Linked DNA regions of Mus musculus: region 1 is linked to region 2. A link is a contact called in public Hi-C data. All regions are on one chromosome and are shown on one strand. Each heading gives the region's core, a stretch centred on a gene start, on an enhancer-like site or on the middle of the called end of the contact. The rest is flanking DNA. Distances are from core to core; before and after follow the strand shown.

Region 1 (4,798 bases), core at 870-3,369, 180 kb before region 2:
CTGCTCATAAGTACCCTTACAAAAGAGTTGAAACTGGAGTACAAACAGGTCATTACCCCAATATAGATAGAAGCACTGCCCGTAATAGCCTACAGGCTGAAATAACTCAAGTGTCCATCAAATGAATAAGCAAAGGGTAGCACACACACTCACACACACACATACAACAACAACAACAACAACAATGGAACATTACTCAACTAGAGAGAGATTCTGATATATGCTATAATATGAATGAACCTTGAAAATATGTTAAATTAAATAAGCCAGACCTGAAGGACACACAGTATATGGTTTGTCTCCCATGAGACACCCAAAACAGGCAAGATCAGAGGTTTTCCGGGTCTCGGGGACTGGGGAGTTATCTACTGTGCACAGCTCTCTGGATAATGATAAGGTTCTATAAATGGACAGCGGTGATGATTGCACAACAGAGGGAATGCACTAAATGCCATAGAGCTGGGCCTTAGAAAATGGTTACGGAGCTGGGGGTGTAACTCAGTGTGCCACACGCATGAAGCCCTGGGTTTATTCCCAGCACTGTTCAAACCATCTGTAATGATACACACCTGTCATCTCAGTGCACAGGACGTGTGCAGGAGGGCCAGAGGTTCTAGGTCATCCTCAGCTGCATGGCAGGTTGGAGGCCGGCCTAGGCTACATGAGACATAACTCAGCCCCAACCAACCAACCAACCAACCAACCAACCAACCAACCAAGGGCCCAGAGTGACGTTTCGGGGGGACTACATATTCTTGGGAAATAGCCAAGTCTGTCTATTTGAATTTGATCTTAGGATCCACATAACAGAAGGAGACAACTGACTCGTAAGTTGTCCTCTGATCTCCACACACTTTTGGGGACACACACACACTGAATCAATATAATTTAATTTTTAAGGTTAAATGATGACAGTTATATTATATATATTTTGCGCGCACACACACAAACACACAGAGAGAGAGAGAGAGAGGTGCATCCTGTATCCTTGGGTAGAATGAGGTGTAGGTTTTAGAGGACTGGGAAGCAGGCACACAAGGGAGCACTACTTGGGACATTCAGACAGCAATCAGCACACAGGAAATCCTGGCTAGCACAGAGGAGCTCTGTCGCCATCTGCGCAGAGTAGGCTGGGATACAATGGCACTCCTGTTGATGAGGACTCTTCCCATGGCCTGCAGAGTCGTACATGCCACTGGGCTGGGGGGAGACAGAAGTGCATGCAGGGTTACTTCCTGGACATTTGAAATTGATGGGATGTGATATCCTGGGAGATTTCAAGTTTGTGTGCAAGAAAAGGAGGCATGTATCTGGGAGCCTTGGACGGAGGGAGAATCTGGTGTCGGAAGTAAAGGGCCAACAGCCTAGCCTGAGAGAACCAGGGGCATCAAGCTAGAGGCTGCCGTGGTAGGCACAGACCACTCACTCAGAGGACAAGGATGGCAGAATGCTTCCAGGCTCTAGGCGTGGGAAAGTGGGGGTGGAAACTAAGAGAAAAGACCCATCTGGTAAATACAGATGCTCCTTGCTGCTGGAGCCTCATCCTGAGAAACCCACTGTGGACTGGAAATATCATCAGTCATAAACGCATTCCATACACCTACCTTCCAGATACCATAGCGCTACATGCCTTGAATGAGCTCTGAATACTTATGTTAGCCTACAGCTGGGCACAGAAATCTGACACAAAGCCTGCTTTATACTGATCGTTGACAAGCTCGTGTAACGTGTTGAATGCCACACTGAAAGTAAGACACAGACCTGCTGCACGGGTACACATTCATTCCATCATGAACTTGGAAAGTCCAAGGTAGAACCATCAAAAGCGGGCTCATCTGTACCCCGTGCACACGTCTATAAAACATGGTAGTGTCTTGCAAAAGATCAAAATCTCTCTTACTTAAGGCCAGAACTTTGGATCCTCAATAAGAAATGGCAGCAAACAGCCAGTGGGGCTGTGCACTCTCATGGCTGGGCTGCACACACGTGCACCCGTCACCGATCATAAATGGATGCTGGTTCCCCTTTCCTAGAGGGGATGTGTAAGGGAGCCTGGGCTTGCCTGAATGGGATGTCATGCTCTGAGGCCTGGGATTGCCCAAGGCAGACTTGCTGGAGCATGGTTTCCTGCTTGCTTATCTCTGTCACACAAGGACAAGAAGAAGTCCGGTGGAGGTGGGGGCACTTGTGGTCAATGGTAGCTCTGCTTCACTCGAGATAAGATTTCAACAGTGAACTTTTATACAATGACATGGCATCTAGAGCATCCTGTTGCCAGGTAGCATTGGTTCTTGTGTGTGCGTAATCTCGAGCGTGTGCACAAGCCCCCCGTGTGTATACATGCATGTGCAAGAGTGCATAAGGGGAGGGCAAACAGGTTTGAAAGATTTCTGGCATGACCCTATGGCCTTCTAAGAAACCCACTTCTAGAACTTTCCTTCACAAAAAGGTAGTCACTAGTCATGTGTGGCAATAAGACATTTTTATTTAAATTTAAACTAAATAAGATCATATCTGCACTTCCTCAGTGCACAAACCACTTCCTGCCATGCTCGCTTTCCTGTGTGTGTGTGTGTGTGTGTGTGTGTGTGTGTGTGTGTGTGTGTAAGCTCACATGTGTGCACATGCCTGGGGAGGCCCACGGTTGATGTCACGTGCTTCTGTGTACACTCTCCACTTTACATATTACAGTAAGTTCTCTCAATGGCACCCACAGCTTGCTGGTTCAGCATCTACCCAGGCAGCACACGCACTCTGGGGATTCCATGTCTCTGCCTCCCAAGCTCTGGGATTCCTACCTCGCAGCATTTATTGTCTAAGAACTCTGGTCCTCACACTGCACTGACATTCCTGTGGATAACGGCTATCATGATGAACAGCACATATGTCAGGCCATCAGGCAGCCCTGCAACCCAGAGGCAGGTCCAGCTCCTGGACAAAGCCTCGATTTACTCTACCTGCAAGTGATCCATCCCAATTATGAGAGCAGACAGGGGACTATGGCTAGTCATCTCCAAAAGATGTCATCTGTGTCTTTCCACCGCTGGTGACCCCTGCCTCCTCAGATCAAAACTTTGGCTGGCTCCTAGGGAACCTTCCACCTAGGCAGAGGGAAGCAGAAGCCCGGAGGAAGTGTGAGACTCAGCTAGCCTTAGGTAGGCAGGTAGGCGGGTGTGGGGGTCATGTCTTAGGACCATCAAGAGTCCCCCACTGTCCCTCTCCTGGGAGCATCTGGGCATGGCTCTGCCTTTTCCAGTGCAATAGGAAGAAAAGAGAAAGTGGAAAGTTGGGGCAGGAGGATGACTGTGGGGCATGTGCTTAAGAAAGATCACACATACACACACACACACACACACACACACACACACACACACACACACACCCCAAGGAACCTATGATCAGAAGAAGTAAATGAAGATAAAGAGGTTTTTAACAACTCTCTGTTAAACTCTATGTTTAAAACTCTGTATGTTGTCCTATATTTTGACCAGAGAAGAGGAAGGGAGAGGGAGACTGAAGGAAATGGGAGGGAGTGACTGAGCCTCTTCCATCCATGCAAAGCACACGTGTACACTTCTATCCTCCTCCTCCTTCCTCCTCCCCCTCCTCCCCCCTCTCCTCCTCATCATCACCTTTCAGTGGTCTACACCCCAGCCATTACCACCCTCATTTAACCAGCCTCCTTGAGAACTTCTCCATTTGAGTCAATGCACAGTCCTCGGACAGCACCTTTTCTCCCCAGCTGGTCTCAGCTTAGCCCTGGAAGTCAATCCAGCTGACGAATAAATCTGCATATTTCATGCTGGACTAGATTTCGGGCTGAGGCTGAAGAGACACTATACTAAATATTGGAACAAGGGAAGATAGAGACCCTGCGAGTCTGCCTGTTCATGCATCCCGAGTAGGCTTCTTTTTCAAATCCCTTTTTTCTGGAGGCTGGAAATCGAGGCAGGATCTCAAGTAGCCCGTGAGATCTCAGGAACTCACAATGCCACTGAGATTTTTGATCCCCCTGCCTCCACTTTCCAAGTGCTCGAATCAGAGGTCTGTACTAAGTAAGACAGTCGGTTTACGTGATGCTGGGGTTCAAACCCAAGGCTTTGTGCAGGTTAGGCAAGCTCTGAGCTACATCCCTGCCCCCAGCTTTAAAAGCAATGTACATGTGCCACGGAATGCATGTGGATGTCAGAGAACAATTCGTTTTAGTCGGTTTTCTCCCACTATGTGGTTTGGGGGAATCAAACTCATGTGGTCAGGCTTGGTGGCAACGCCTTCTGAGTTTTTGCCAGCCTGTGAGCCAACCTGCCAGCCCCTCACCCTTGAAAAAATTAAATAGATACCGAAAACTGAAAAACAACAACAACAACAAAAAAAAAAACCATATAAGCGTAATGAATTATCATGCAGCAAACACCTTGTAACTACCCACATCAAACACAACTGTGGGAGCTGAAGAAACAGCTCAGTGGCCAAGAGCACCGGCTGCTCTTCCAGAGGACCCTCGTTTGATTCCCAGCACCCACACAAGTGGCTCACAACTACCTATCTGTAACTCCAATCCTAATGGAATTGCGGCTGCGCCGGAACCCTCTGCGTGCACCGCACCTTGGCTGCTGCCATCCCTGCCATTGTCTGTCAAGGGTGCTTCCCAGGGCAGAGGACTTTACTCTGTCCGTTAGTGTATTCCTTTCCTGTGGGGAAGGTGTAGGGAGAGAACTGGTTGCCTTGCCTATTTGTTTGTCTGCTTACAAGCTTGCTTGACACAGGGTCACCTTTAGCCCAGGCTAGCTTTTCACTC
Region 2 (4,447 bases), core at 1,075-3,574:
TTTGAATGAAAATGGCCCCAGAGGCTCCTAGGGACTCGTACTATTGAGAGGTGTGGCCTTGGTGGAGTAGGCGTGGCCTCCCTGGAGGAGGTGTGTTACTTGGGGGCGGGGGGGGGGCGGGGGAGGCGGGGGGGGGCGGGGGGGCTTTGAGATGTCAGAAGCTCCATCCAGTCTTAGTGGCTCACCATCTCTTCCCGTTGCCTACGGATCCAGATGTAGACCTCTCACCTCCTCCTCCTCCTCCTCCTCCTCGTCCTCCTCCTCCTCCTCCTCCTCCTCGTCCTCCTCCTCCTCCTCCTCCTCCTCCTCCTCCTCCTCCTCCTCCTCCTCCTCCTCCTCCTCCTCCTCCTCCTCCTCCTCCAGCACCGTGTCTGTCCGCATGCTGCCTGTCATGATGATAATGGACTAAACTTCCGAATTGGAACTGGAGTTACAGGTGGTCGTGAATTGCCTTATGTGAATGCTGAGAACTGAACTCTCATCCTCCGCCAGCCTTGACCACTGAGCCATCCCTCCAGCTCCTGAAAAAAAAAATGTTTTGGTCTCTGTGTGCCTTGTGGAAAGTAGCTTAGGCTTTTGGAAGGAAAGTTTTTACAGCAGCTAGCACTTTCTGACGTTTCTACCCGGAGAAGTTCTAGTTTCATATTTCGTAATGACTCCAATGTAAGGTTCTCGAAAACGAGGTCACATCCTCCGTTGTGTTTCGCTTTACCTAGCAAGCACCATTGTCCTGGGTATGCAAACCCTCAAACCCTCAAGCTTCAAAACGTGAATGTACTTGAATACCCGTGGAGAAGCAGCGCCATCTTCTGGTCTGAAGGAATACTGCAGCACAGAGCCGGAGAGGTTTGGTTGACCTGAGCCGCAGGTGGCAAGGCCATGCTGGAACCAGAACTCTTGTGTTAAAAACCACTCCCAGAGCCTGGAAAATTATGCTCTCCTGAACGCTCTGTTTTGGCTTTTAAACCACAGTCTTAAGCGGATGTGCAGCTAGGAAAAGCCATTTTGTCTAGGCTTTTGCAAGGGTGGAAATGTAACTTATTGAATGTGTTATTTGCTGAGCACTGCATCTGTATTTTTACTTTATGTGTGTGCATGTGGAGGTCAGAGGTTAACCTCTGGGGTTATCTTCAAGAAACGTCCACTGTGATTTTTTAAAAAGATGTACTTATTTTATTTATAGGAGTACACTGTAGTTGTCTTCAGATACACCAGAAGAGGTCATTGGATCCCATCACAGATGGTTGTGAGCCACCATGTGGTTTCTGGGAATTGAACTTAGGACCTCTGGAAGAGCAGTCAGTGCTCTTAACCACTGAGCCATCTCTACGGTCCGTCCACTGTGATTTTTGAGACAAGATCTTTCACTGGCCTGGAGCTCTCCTGACGAGGTTTGCCTGGTGCTGGGGTTACAAACCCAAGTCACCATGTCCCATTTTTTATTAACGTGGATCCTGAGGAGTGAACTCAGGTCCCCCCTTACTCACTTATCTGGTAACAGTCTGGTCCTTCCAGGCCTTGCTTTCATTAGGCAGGCTTGGAAGGATACTCACCCTCACTCTTATTTCTGGCTCTAGGCAGGAAATACGTGGCTATGGCTCTCTCGCCTTTCTCGGGCGTCAGATAGTTTTGTTACACACATGTACTGATCAATGTCCTGTTGAATACCAGAGCGGAGGCCCTGCACACCTCTGGGGCTTGCTCTCTACGTGGCACTCAGCTCTCCAGCAGTTGGCCACCTTGGTTGGTCCTCTGGCCTCTGTTTAACTCTCCAGAGCTCAGTAATCCTTGGCTTCCTTAGCTGCCCCTCATCCGCACCTAGGCAGGACGGTGGGACTCTCATTGTTTATTTTCCTGTCTCTCAGTTGTGGTCATCCGTTAGCCTTCCCCGCAGTGCCCAGATTCTTGCCTTGTTATTTTGATTGCTCGACAAGAAGATAAGGCTGTTGGCGACTCTTCATCTTGTGTGGAAGTCTGAACCTATCAACGGGATCTTACCGTATACCTTACACCAGCAGCTGTTCCCTCTGTTTCTGAGGTTGGCCTGAGGCGAGGGAGGTCTGCTGGGGAGGCACCAGTCTGCAGACTGCTGAGTTTGCTGGCTGTTGATTGGAGCGGCCTAGGTAACTGGGCCACGTGTCTCTCATCAGCTGGCGGACCAGCCTGGGCTTGCTTCTAGGAGCACGCACTCCTAAGAAGCCAGCTGTCATCGTTCTTCAAGGCTGTTCTAGAAACATTTTACTCTTTGCTAGTGCAAGCCACCACCTCAAGGGCAGGATGAGAAACAGACCAACGGTGGTGGGAGGAGCCTCTGTGATGGGAGGAGTCTCATAGTCATGCGGGACTGCACAGATGCCGGAAGGGGCGGGGATGTACAGCCAAGTTATCTTTTATAGACATTATCATTATTTTAATCCTTGCAGCAAACCAGGGTATAGATCTTGTCATTGATACTTTACAGACATTAAGAGCTCACAATGGGAGGCAGAGCCAGGTTTTGAACTAGGGTCTTCCTGCCTCTGCCCCGTCTCTAGCCGTTGTATCACATACTTGGTGTGCAGTGTGTGTAGTTCTGACTACAGGTAGATGTATTCAGCACCAGGAATAGACCATTCCCTACCGTGGTCCCCGTTGCAGGATGCTTACCACAGCTTTGAATTCTTCCTAACACTCCCACAGCCTCTCCAAGCAAACACAAGACCCTGTCCCTGGGGGTTCCTTCCCCTTAGGGCCTTTGGGGCTCAGGGACACTCTAAGGGAGGCATTTTGTGTAGAGAACCAGGTGCTGATCATCTGTGTCTCCAGCTAGCCTGTGCCTCAGGTGATAAGTCAGGCAATCCTCCCTCTCTGTGCCTGGATAGTTCCAGAAGCCTCAATGGCTCCCTGGTGTCCCCTCCAACTCCTCATATAGAATTTGTCATGTTTGACTAAACTGCTCTCTTTCCCATGGGCTTCTGCAGGGCCTCTCTCTGTCTCCCTCCCAGTTTCTCTCTCTCTCTGCCTCTGTCTCAGTCTCTGTCTGTCTGTTTCCTTTCTCTCATTTCCTGGCACACAGCTCTGTATCATCTCACTTAACCCACTTCCCCATGTGATTTCTCACCACCCAGACCCATTTCCTCCCTAATTTAATCAAGAGATTAAAGCCACACTGTTTTTCTCTTCTGAGTGTGGCTAATGAGCTGCCTCTGTCTCCAATCCTGATCTATCGTGGCCCCTCCCACCCTCTCTCGAGTGTCCATGCGTTGCCTGATCACTATTTTGTAGTTTTGTTTGACTCAAAACATCTAGAGCAAGCAGGCCCAGCTGGGGTCCAGTGAGGAGCCCAGAGAGACAGTGTAAGTGATCCACAGCCCAGGATTGCAGCTTTCCTGCAGAGGTCAAGGGCAGCCTGGTCTACATAGTGAGTTCCAGGCCAGCAGTGCTACGTACGTACCAAGACAGGGAGATCCTGTCTCAAAAGACTCCAAAGAAAAACAAACAGAAAGACAAAGTAAATGAGAGTTTCAGGAATCTGGGGGCCTGAAATCTTAGATCGAAGGATGACCTTGGACAGCAGAAAGTTCAGGCACTTTGGGAGATGAGTGTCTTTAGACTGTCCCTTCGGTCCCTATCCTCAAAGGCACCTCCTTTTGCCTTGTGTCTAGCTGGTTCAGGGAGATGGGCTCCATCAGTAACTAACTATAAGACGGCTTCCCAGGGAGAGCGGAGACAGAGACAGTGGGAAGCCACCAGCCAGCTCTCCACAAGGCAGAGTCCTGCTCCTCCTTCAGATAAGCTGTGAGGTGCTTTGTCTCTGTCACTGTCTATCCATGCTGTGGTCTCCAGTTAAGGTCTAGAGACTGTGGCATTGTCACTAAAGCTTTGGGAGAGAAGACAGGTCTTTTGTCTATGTGATATTTTTGTCCTAGAGCAGGCCACAGAGACTCCCTTCAGCTGTGGTGGTTTGAATACGTGTTTGAATGCTTGCCCATAGGGGCTAGCACTATTAGAAGGTGTGGCCTTGTTGGAGGAAGTGTGTCACTGTTGGGGCAGGCTTTGAAGTCTTAGATACTCATGCTAGGCTTAGTGTGGCATTCACTTCTGCTGCCTATGGATTAAGATGTAGAACTCTCAGGTACCTCTCTAGCACCATGCCTGCCTGCACGCTGCCATGCTTCCCACCATGGTGACAATGGACTGGACCTCTGAAACTGTAAACCAACTTCAATATAAAGGTTCATTTTATTTATTTATTTATTTATTTATTTATTTATTTATTTATTTTGTGTTTTTTTTTTTTTTTTTTTTTTTTTTTTTTTTGAGACAGGGTTTCTCTGTGTAGCCCTGGCTATCCTGGAACTCACTCTGTAGACCAGGCTGGCCTTGAACTCAGAAATCTGCCTGCCTCTGCCTCCCAAGTGCTGGGATTAAAGGTGTACGGCATGGTTCATTTTATAAGAGTTACCCT

What was found. A called contact is a pair of places that touch in the nucleus more often than the background predicts.
Region 1: a contact with region 2 is called in a Hi-C map of regulatory T cells, with 3 times the contacts expected there. The contact joins two enhancer-like sites. A contact is called at or near these places in 1 of 484 Hi-C or Micro-C datasets (regulatory T cells), 4 of 115 datasets of contacts at active chromatin or transcription factors (craniofacial prominence, embryonic stem cells and stem cell-derived neural progenitor cells) and 3 of 9 other capture datasets (adipose tissue, embryonic stem cells and liver).

Annotation. Positions count from the first base shown.
Region 1 is chr11:88,143,177-88,147,974 of GRCm38.p6, reverse strand. The region is part of intron 1 of Cuedc1 (CUE domain containing 1); the gene reads right to left. Among named protein-coding and RNA genes, the nearest start is that of Cuedc1, 46 kb to the right of the region's middle. Within about 2 kb of position 2,119, at least 96 of the 459 cell types and tissues checked have an H3K27ac peak or open chromatin away from gene starts, as enhancers often do. A contact at or near this core is called in regulatory T cells, where this site is marked.
Region 2 is chr11:87,964,173-87,968,619 of GRCm38.p6, reverse strand. No RefSeq gene overlaps it. Among named protein-coding and RNA genes, the nearest start is that of Dynll2, 21 kb to the left of the region's middle. RefSeq lists an enhancer at 2,015-3,059. Within about 2 kb of position 2,324, at least 82 of the 459 cell types and tissues checked have an H3K27ac peak or open chromatin away from gene starts, as enhancers often do. A contact at or near this core is called in regulatory T cells, where this site is marked.